Regions from separate parts of the Dromaius novaehollandiae genome. Here region 2 is linked to region 1. Evidence: chromatin contacts called from public Hi-C data. All regions are on one chromosome and are shown on one strand. Each heading gives the region's core, a stretch centred on a gene start, on an enhancer-like site or on the middle of the called end of the contact. The rest is flanking DNA. Distances are from core to core; before and after follow the strand shown.

What was found. Hi-C and Micro-C count contacts between places; a contact is called where the count stands out from the background.
Region 2: a contact with region 1 is called in a Hi-C map of brain, with 4 times the contacts expected there. The contact joins two enhancer-like sites. A contact is called at or near these places in 2 of 4 Hi-C or Micro-C datasets (brain and ovary).

The regions. Positions count from the first base shown.
Region 1 is chr2:7,861,305-7,865,420 of bDroNov1.hap1, forward strand. It overlaps PRKAG2 (protein kinase AMP-activated non-catalytic subunit gamma 2), which reads right to left. Exons shown (of 17, transcript XM_064505725.1): 7 at 1,000-1,109. Among named protein-coding and RNA genes, the nearest start is that of RHEB, 40 kb to the left of the region's middle. Within about 2 kb of position 1,962, at least 1 of the 2 cell types and tissues checked has open chromatin away from gene starts, as enhancers often do.
Region 2 is chr2:7,967,288-7,971,339 of bDroNov1.hap1, forward strand. All of the region lies in intron 4 of PRKAG2 (protein kinase AMP-activated non-catalytic subunit gamma 2), which reads right to left. Among named protein-coding and RNA genes, the nearest start is that of PRKAG2, 89 kb to the right of the region's middle. Within about 2 kb of position 1,559, at least 2 of the 2 cell types and tissues checked have open chromatin away from gene starts, as enhancers often do.

The sequences.
Region 1 (4,116 bases), core at 712-3,211:
GTATCTGTTCGTACTCACATCAAAAGTTCCTGCCCCCTCAGGCAATGATCAACTCAAGAAGGATGAGTGCACCCCCAGGATGAGTGACTATATAAATTGACTAGAACACGTGCAATGCTGCCACACTACTTTTCCTTGTTGCATAGTGTAGGTTTTGCATCTTTGAGATTGTTGTACAGATAATCCTACATTGTAAAGGATTATCTGATACACAGGATAGTTCTGTGAACACTTTGGGACTAAATATCTATTATGTGGTTGTCTCTGACTGTGGGAGACTGAAATCCAACTGAGCAGTACATTCCAGCCAATATTACTTCACTGGGTTTAGTCAAGTCAAAATCGGAGCATCTCTGAACAAAAGAAACCTCCCACCAATTTCAAAATCCAGGAAACAGACAAAGAAAGCCACAACTCTCTACCACAACTCCACTCTGCTTCTACAGTGGGCAGCTAGTGCTTTCCTTTGGCAAATAAATTCTTCATGCAGAGCCAAGAGTCTAGCAGATGATGATTAAAAGCAAAATGAGAAGCTGAAAACAAAGATTTCCAGGAGAATTTAATAACTTGCAGAATTAAGCCATCCATTCTAGTCCTATATTGCTTTAACAATAGAGAAAGAGGAGGGTGAAAACGTCTGGATATTTCAAAACTGTTACAACAGAGATCTTTTTCAAATGAGCACAGGGTTATATTGACTTCTTCATGGCTATCAAATCTTATTCATCTACATTTATGTAAATTTTTTAGCTAGAGACTCCAACTACAATATAAATTCTATCTTCTTTCTGTTGAGCAAGGAAATCTTCCCCCATGTCCTTCTCTAATAGACCATGAAAGATATAGTTGAAACATTATGGGTTTTTGCAGTCAAAGCACAGTATTACAGGAGAGCTTCAAGAGATCAAATTTCATTTAACACTCAGGAAACATACATATTAGAAGAAAAACAAGTGAACTGCAAAAAAAAAAAAAAAAGACTGAAAGGAGAATACTCACTTGTAACGTAGTGTCGAAAACAACAAGCTTAGAGCTTGTCGGAACAATGTCATAACACTTGTGTGACCTCATGAATCGCACATAAATGTCACTTTCCGATTCTTCAAGTGCTGTAAATAAAAACATTGTTTCTTTAAGGTTATTTTAAATAAAACAATGTAAAAAGCATGCCAAATCAACTAAGCACTATTGCAGAAGGACATCCCTACAGCAAAACTCAAATTCACACTTTCAGATCTGGACAGACAGTTCATAGTTCTGAGTTTTGCATCTCAGATGCATCTTTCCTTTCCAATTACATAGTATAAAGATGAAATGTGCTGTTCTTCCTTAAAAAGAAAGGACTTTAGTACTGGAGATTTATATTAAAAAAAATTCCCATTTTTCCAATGGCAAACTATTGAATAGGCTCATACGCATACTAGATGCCTGAACTCTAGATATACACAACTTAATTTTCAAACTGACTTTTCCCCAAGATCTGGCTCAACTGACTCAAGCTCCTGAAATTAGTATTTCTCCGATCTTGTTTCTGTTCAGTATACTTTTCACTTAGTAATTTTGTATTTTCTTAAGAGGCAGTAGGCCAGTTTGGCAGATTATGCAATCAGTACCATCCTATTAAGGCTACTTAACACACACCATCACAAAACCCAGACTTAGTGATTTATGGAAACAGGATCCACTTGGGCCATTTAGAAAATCCTGGGGCAAGGATCAAACATGCAATGTAGTCTACAGTAGATTAAATTACATTTGGCAGAGTTTAGATGCAGATGCATCTAGTTTTCTGATCATCTCAGGTACTTCCTTTACTTTTAAAAAAGCCCTTTTCCCACTGAAACCCAAGCAGCATGAAATAGCAGTTCCGCAGAAATACAGAAGGGAAAAGAGTCCAATCAGGGAGAAGCAGGAGAGAGGGGGAGGAAAAACAAGTCATTTGCTGGAGTTATGTGGCTATAACGATCAGGACCAGAAGTGAAAACAGCAGGAGCCAAGAACAAAGACACTAGGAAACAACATGAGCAAAGTGACATGGAAAGTACTAGGCAGGCAGACTTGGAAAAGACTGGTGAGAAGCAACCTTGACGAGGTGATACCAAATGGACCCGGTACTTACTTGGCAAGGGCATAAAGAAGAAGAGGTTGAAAAAGGCAGGCTGGGACACAGAACCTCTTATACAGCACCATAACATAGTAAAAGCTTATCATCCTCTAACTCTTGCAATAGCTTAAATGGCTATTGTCTGTATAGGATGAATTTAATTACCATGTGATACGATGAGTTGTAGTGGGGTGGGGGTTTTGTTTTTAAATGCAAGATCTAGAGGGAGGAAGAAAACTAAACATTAAAAACAATACTATGAGAACATCTGGATGACAAAGTAAAAAAATCTGATCATGAGGAAGTTAAGGTTGCCTCCACAACCATAAGGACTCTGATACTGTATAGAGAGACTGTGTTTATTTATTTGAGTCTCTCTTCCCCCCCAGCCAGCACAATACACAGTGAGAACTGGGCTTGAACTGGTAAGTCAATCCCCCAGTAAATAAGACTTGTTACTAATATAATCAGTAACCATGGGAGAGATGTTGCATTGTCATGTTTTTTCCAGAACCACAGAAACTACAGTCTGGTACTACAGCCATGGAACAGCATGAAACTGTCTTTTCTTCCAGCTTTAGTCCCCTGCCTCTTTCCTTACGTACTTTCCAATTTCTGCAACAAGCAAAACAGTGATCCGACTGTTCTGAATCATCTGCAGGGCAAGCCTGTTCTTCGCACTGACAGAAATGGAGGTTCTATGAAGCTTTCGTCATGTATATAGAAATTACCACAAGCATAGGTACCCAGGGAAATTAATGCTCTAATTCTGAATCTGTATTTCCATCTGATTCTGTAGCCCTAATGGTGTTGTTTTATATACAATTAAGTATACTGCATGTAGAAGCAAGTGTTGGAAGACATCAAGCAGTTGATAAAAACAACTGTTTTGTAGTGTAAAAATATTTTTCCAGTTAAACCCTTAGCAGAGCACATCATTGTTCTCTACAGTTTTGCTGACTTACTAACAATTATGCAAGTTAATACATTACAATAGCAAATGCAGTAACCGAAAAGCAGGACGTGTTTCTCAGTTTACTCAGGTAATGCTGTCAGTGGCAGCAACGGTAGGGAACTCTGTATATTGACCACCACAAAGAACATGTGCCTACAGACCCTTCTCTCATTCATGACACGTTCCCACCACCAAACACATACCTTCCACTGAACCTCAACAACCCTCACCTACTTAAGGGCACCTAACTATCCCACTCTACATTCATTGTTTTCCAACTTGGAAATCAGAATTGGTTAAATTCCTTTAGACACCACACAGCAAAAGCTCTGCAGATGGATACTGGAAAGTTACAACGGGAAATGCTGAGAGGCATGAGATAGATATCCACGAGCACTGTGTTTAACACCCATATAATAGCTATGAAACTCTAAACAGGATCTGAACAAGGATCCAACTGTCCAGCTGGAACTGAGGTTTGTTTATACAGAAGATCCTTATACTTCAAACATGTATAATACACTGATTTATTAGCTACCAACTAAATATGTAAAACATAAGCAATGCTGATCTCCCTCACATGTTTTAAATGGCTTTCAAATGTCTATTGGAAAGGATATTTGAGACCTACACACCTTTAACCACTTGGCATTACTAGACACAAATGCCTTAACCGAATTCTTTGCACAGATATTCTATGCATTGTCAGTCCATATAACTGTTTAAAGAGCAAAAATCTCTCGAGTTGAAGACTCTTACTATATCTCACGGGTCTGCTCACCTTTCCCACATAGCGTTACTGGGCAGGGCACAGTCGTCTTTACAGTCCCTCTCACCTTCACAAGAGGACAAACTTATTGCTTTTAATTATATCCAGCCATGGCTGCCTTGCAAACAGAAGCATCCTAATGTAGGTCAGGGTAATTATATTTGATTATTTGCATTTTATTATCTATTTATTTTCTAGCTCTAGTTTTGTTTTTGCTATAACACCCTGCCCTTTTTGGCAGTTTTCTATAAGCTTACGGCTTTTCAGCTCTGTATCACTTATCAAGGC
Region 2 (4,052 bases), core at 309-2,808, 110 kb after region 1:
AGTGCTGTCTATCTCCTTTCCCCAGACTACTCAGTCGCTACCAGGCAGGATCACAACCAGGAGCACGGGAGGGCTCCTGGCAGAAGTGGCTGCAGAGCTCTCCTGCCTTGCTTGGAGGTGCCCAGGGCTCTGCTCAACCCGCTAAGGAATCCTGATGGGTCCTGAGGCCTTCCCCATCTGTCCACAGTCCACAGCTTGGCAACCCAAAAGAGGTCTCTGTTATCTTCAGCATCTTCAGACTCAAGCCACAAATGTATGTGGCTTGCGGGCCACATAAGAACTAGGGGCTGCCAGGCTGAGTCTAGAATTTAAGTACTTATTACACCAAATTGTGCACTTTTCTGCCCTGTGAATGGGTTCTTTCACTCCATATTTTCCCAGATCAGAAAACAGATCGATTCAACATTTATCATGTTTATTCAGCCCATTTTTCAGGTATTTTCCATGGACTTTATTTATGAAACAAAACACTGAGAACCTATGATCGAGATATTCTAAATTCAATCTGATACCTTAAGAGATGGATAAAACTGCAGAATCTAGCTACTTATCAAAAAAGATTTGATGCACAATGTGGTCATGACTTGCATTTGCTAAAATTCAGATAAAACAAGGTACTTAATAGAAATTGGGCACCTGAACGTGCTTGAAAATTCGTCCCTACATGTTTTAACGCATTTTTAAACTACAGATAATTAAAGGAAAAACAAGAACAAAAAAATGGTTTACTGAAATTCGATAGCCTGAGACTCCAAAACTCTATCTGTAGCTTTACGGTTGCTTAGATGACTACCCGTGGGGACACAAAGCTGCTTGCACGTGAGCACTGCCCTGCAGACCTCTCTGCTCCATGCAGCCAAAGGCCACCCGCCCTGACAGGCCACCGAGGTTCATCAACCTTTAGAGATGCTCCAGCTGCAGTTTCTATTCCCCCCGCATGCCAGCAACAGTCTCGAAAAGAGCAAATGTACATCTAAGGTCACTGTCTTCTTGTTTATACATCACAAGGAGTAACAACTCAGTTACCAAAAGCGAGTCGGATGGTTTCCGGCACATTCCACAGTTTAAATCGCAGGAAAGAAACAGAAGATGGGGATGAAGCTGGTTCCCAGGTCTGTCCACATATCCTACAGATGAAAGTTAGGGTGAAAAAGCTCCCTTTATTTGCACCATTGCACCTAAATCATTAGTGATTTGAAGAGAGTTTAAAAATTCCTTATTTCCTAGAAAGAGTGGTAATGAATATAGAAGTATATTGAATATATACATACTGAGTACATGTGCACCTATGCACGTTAGGAATAATACTGGCCATGTGAAAACTAAGATGAAATGGGAAACGCACCGAAAGAGCTCTCCAAATAAGGTAAGATAAATCACAATGGGCAGATTTTAGCTGGAAAACCCATCTGCTGCTGACAGCAGATGTCAGTAACTGGCACAGCGGAAATGGTGCTGAGCACGGCTTGTCTTTGTCCACGCAAAGCTGGAGGCAGCACCAGGTCAGCCGCAGCTGTTGACACGTGCTGTCTGCAAAAAGTCATTCCTCGGCTGTAGCTAAGACTGCAAAGAATCGCGTTACTCCCCCTTTCTGCCTCTGGGGGCAAAGCAAGATTGAGAAAGCATATTAGATGCATTTGCGCGCCGGGATTGGAAAACGAGGAAAACCAGAAATAGCCTTGCTCCTTTCCGAGGGTTTTACGCATACGCCATACACGCGTGAGATGCGCTGAGCTGGAGGTGAGGGTGGAAGGGCGCACGCTACGGTAAACCTGTTCCGAAGGGTCACCGGGCACTGCCCGTCCCTCCACAGCCTGCTGCCCTCGCCATGCGTGGCTGGTCCCCCGGGCCGGCACAGGCAGAGGTCCCGGCTGCCATGCAGCGGTCCCCTCTCGTGGTCTCCTGGCCTGTCGCGTCGGCAGGCAGGGGAATTGCGAACACAAGCCGGAAAACTGAAGATGAAAACATCCACAGCTCTCCGACGTCCTGATGCAAATTATAATTGACTTCTCTCTACCGCTGAGCCAAAAGCCGTGAGGGTCAGAGACTGTGGGAAGACTGTATCGGTTTAGTGAAGAGAAACCCAAATGCAGACTCCAGAATGGGTCACGCAGCCAGAGCCCGACGCTACGTGCAACGCCCACGCCTGGACGCTGTCTGTCCACAGGCTGAACTGCTCCGCTGCAAACTCCTACCCAAACGCTGCGAACAGGCAGTAAAATCGGGGGAGAAATCAATTGCAGTCTAAAGCCTGAAGAAAAACTTGAGTACGGCTCTGCCGCGGTTAGGAGGCCTTCAAGGGAGCAGAGCTTAATGTGGCCACATGAAGCCCCATCTCTTCCCTGGGCTATTGGAAATGAGAGCTGCTTGCTCCATCTACGGGTAAAAACTAGTACAGTCACAACCTTTTTTTGCACGGCGCATATTCTAAGCACGACCTGCTCTACCAAAAAAATAAGTTATTAGAATGAATAAGATACATGACAGCCTCTCCTTATCACCTGCATCCTTCTGAGCAAATACTATTTGTTTCTTTGTTACTGTAGCAGCAGGAGTCCTCCTTATGGATTATTTTTTAAGGCACCATGATTAATAGTACTGAATTTCAGAAGGGGGAAAATTATTTCCTAAGAGAAAGGAGAAAATTAAAATTTCACGTTGAAACATTTCCTTCCTCAAATACAGTGCAATTTCATTATTATTCAAACATAACTACTAGCTTTAAGGCGTGTGAAAGCTGGTGGGTGATTTTAAAGTTCTTCAAGCAACCTCTAATTCTTAGCTAATTTATGTTTTGATCCCATCCACAGTAGCCCATTTCAAAGCCTTAGGTCAAGGGAAACGTTTTAATTGATTTCCCTCACTGTTGGAAGAGGCAGCACCAGCAATGTGTCATGATTATTGCTATGACTTTAATTGGGAAGCAGGATTAGAAAATTCCCTGCTGTCCTTCAAAAAGGGCATTCAGCTACCTCCAAGTACAAAGCTACGTTTTTATGACTTAAATTTCATATAACCATGTACTTTTAATAAAATATTAATGGTATTTGATTTTAGCATATCCGCAGGGATAGCTTCCTAATTTCCACTCAGTAACTCGTATATGCACTGTCTCAGAAGCGAGATTTCAAGCAAGACTATGGAAAAAAGTAATCTGAATTGAGCAGATCTTTCTGCATTTATTTCAGATCACCTTAGTTTGCTTCACTGACAGTAAATTCGTGCTAATTTTTATTCTTTGTTAGCATTATACCTACTGATGTGAACTCATAAACAAAAGAAATGCATTTTCTTTCAAGCTGTGCACCCAGAGTTAGTACAGTTTGCACACTTAAAACTCAATAAAGTAGTAGAGCTCAGATCCCAAGCTGTTGGCCCTGAGAGCCGTTAATGCAGCGTTCATCTGCAAACCGAGCAAATCAAAGACAAACTGGAAAGCAGTTCCACAATGCCGATTTCAAACTCACTTTTCACAGCACCTCAGACTTTAATGTACATCTATTACCTCTTCCTTTGTTATTACAGCCTCTGAAATACAATCTCAAGTAAGTTAATATCTGCTCTATAATAGCATCCTGCCAGCTACGTGTCACAAGTACTATTCTAAAATTAGAAAACACCAATCTACTCTTTTTTTTTTCTTACCCAATCTTCTACCAATAATTAAAATGCAATTGCTCAGTGTTCCTTGGCTTTTCACTTGCCCACACTTTCAGAGATAAGTGAAAGTAGGTACCAAGCTTCACATCTCATCTATCTAAATCTCTGCAGGGTGCTGGCAGAAGATGCACGGATTTGGCAGATGCAAGGCGGGCGGTGGGCAGTGCTGGGTAGGGCTGCGCTTCACATACCAGGAGAGTTTCATCTCGCTGTTGGAAGTGGGAATGAAACACATTTGGAGAGAGTTTTATAGTGCGGGGAGCAGCATTAGCAAGTCGTCTGTATAACCGCAAAGCTCAGTTTGTTCGTCCCAAATCCATGTTCATTTTTCAATTATTGGTCTAATAGTGCTGTTTTAACTCAAAAGAAACTTGAGGACAAAGAAATCAGAA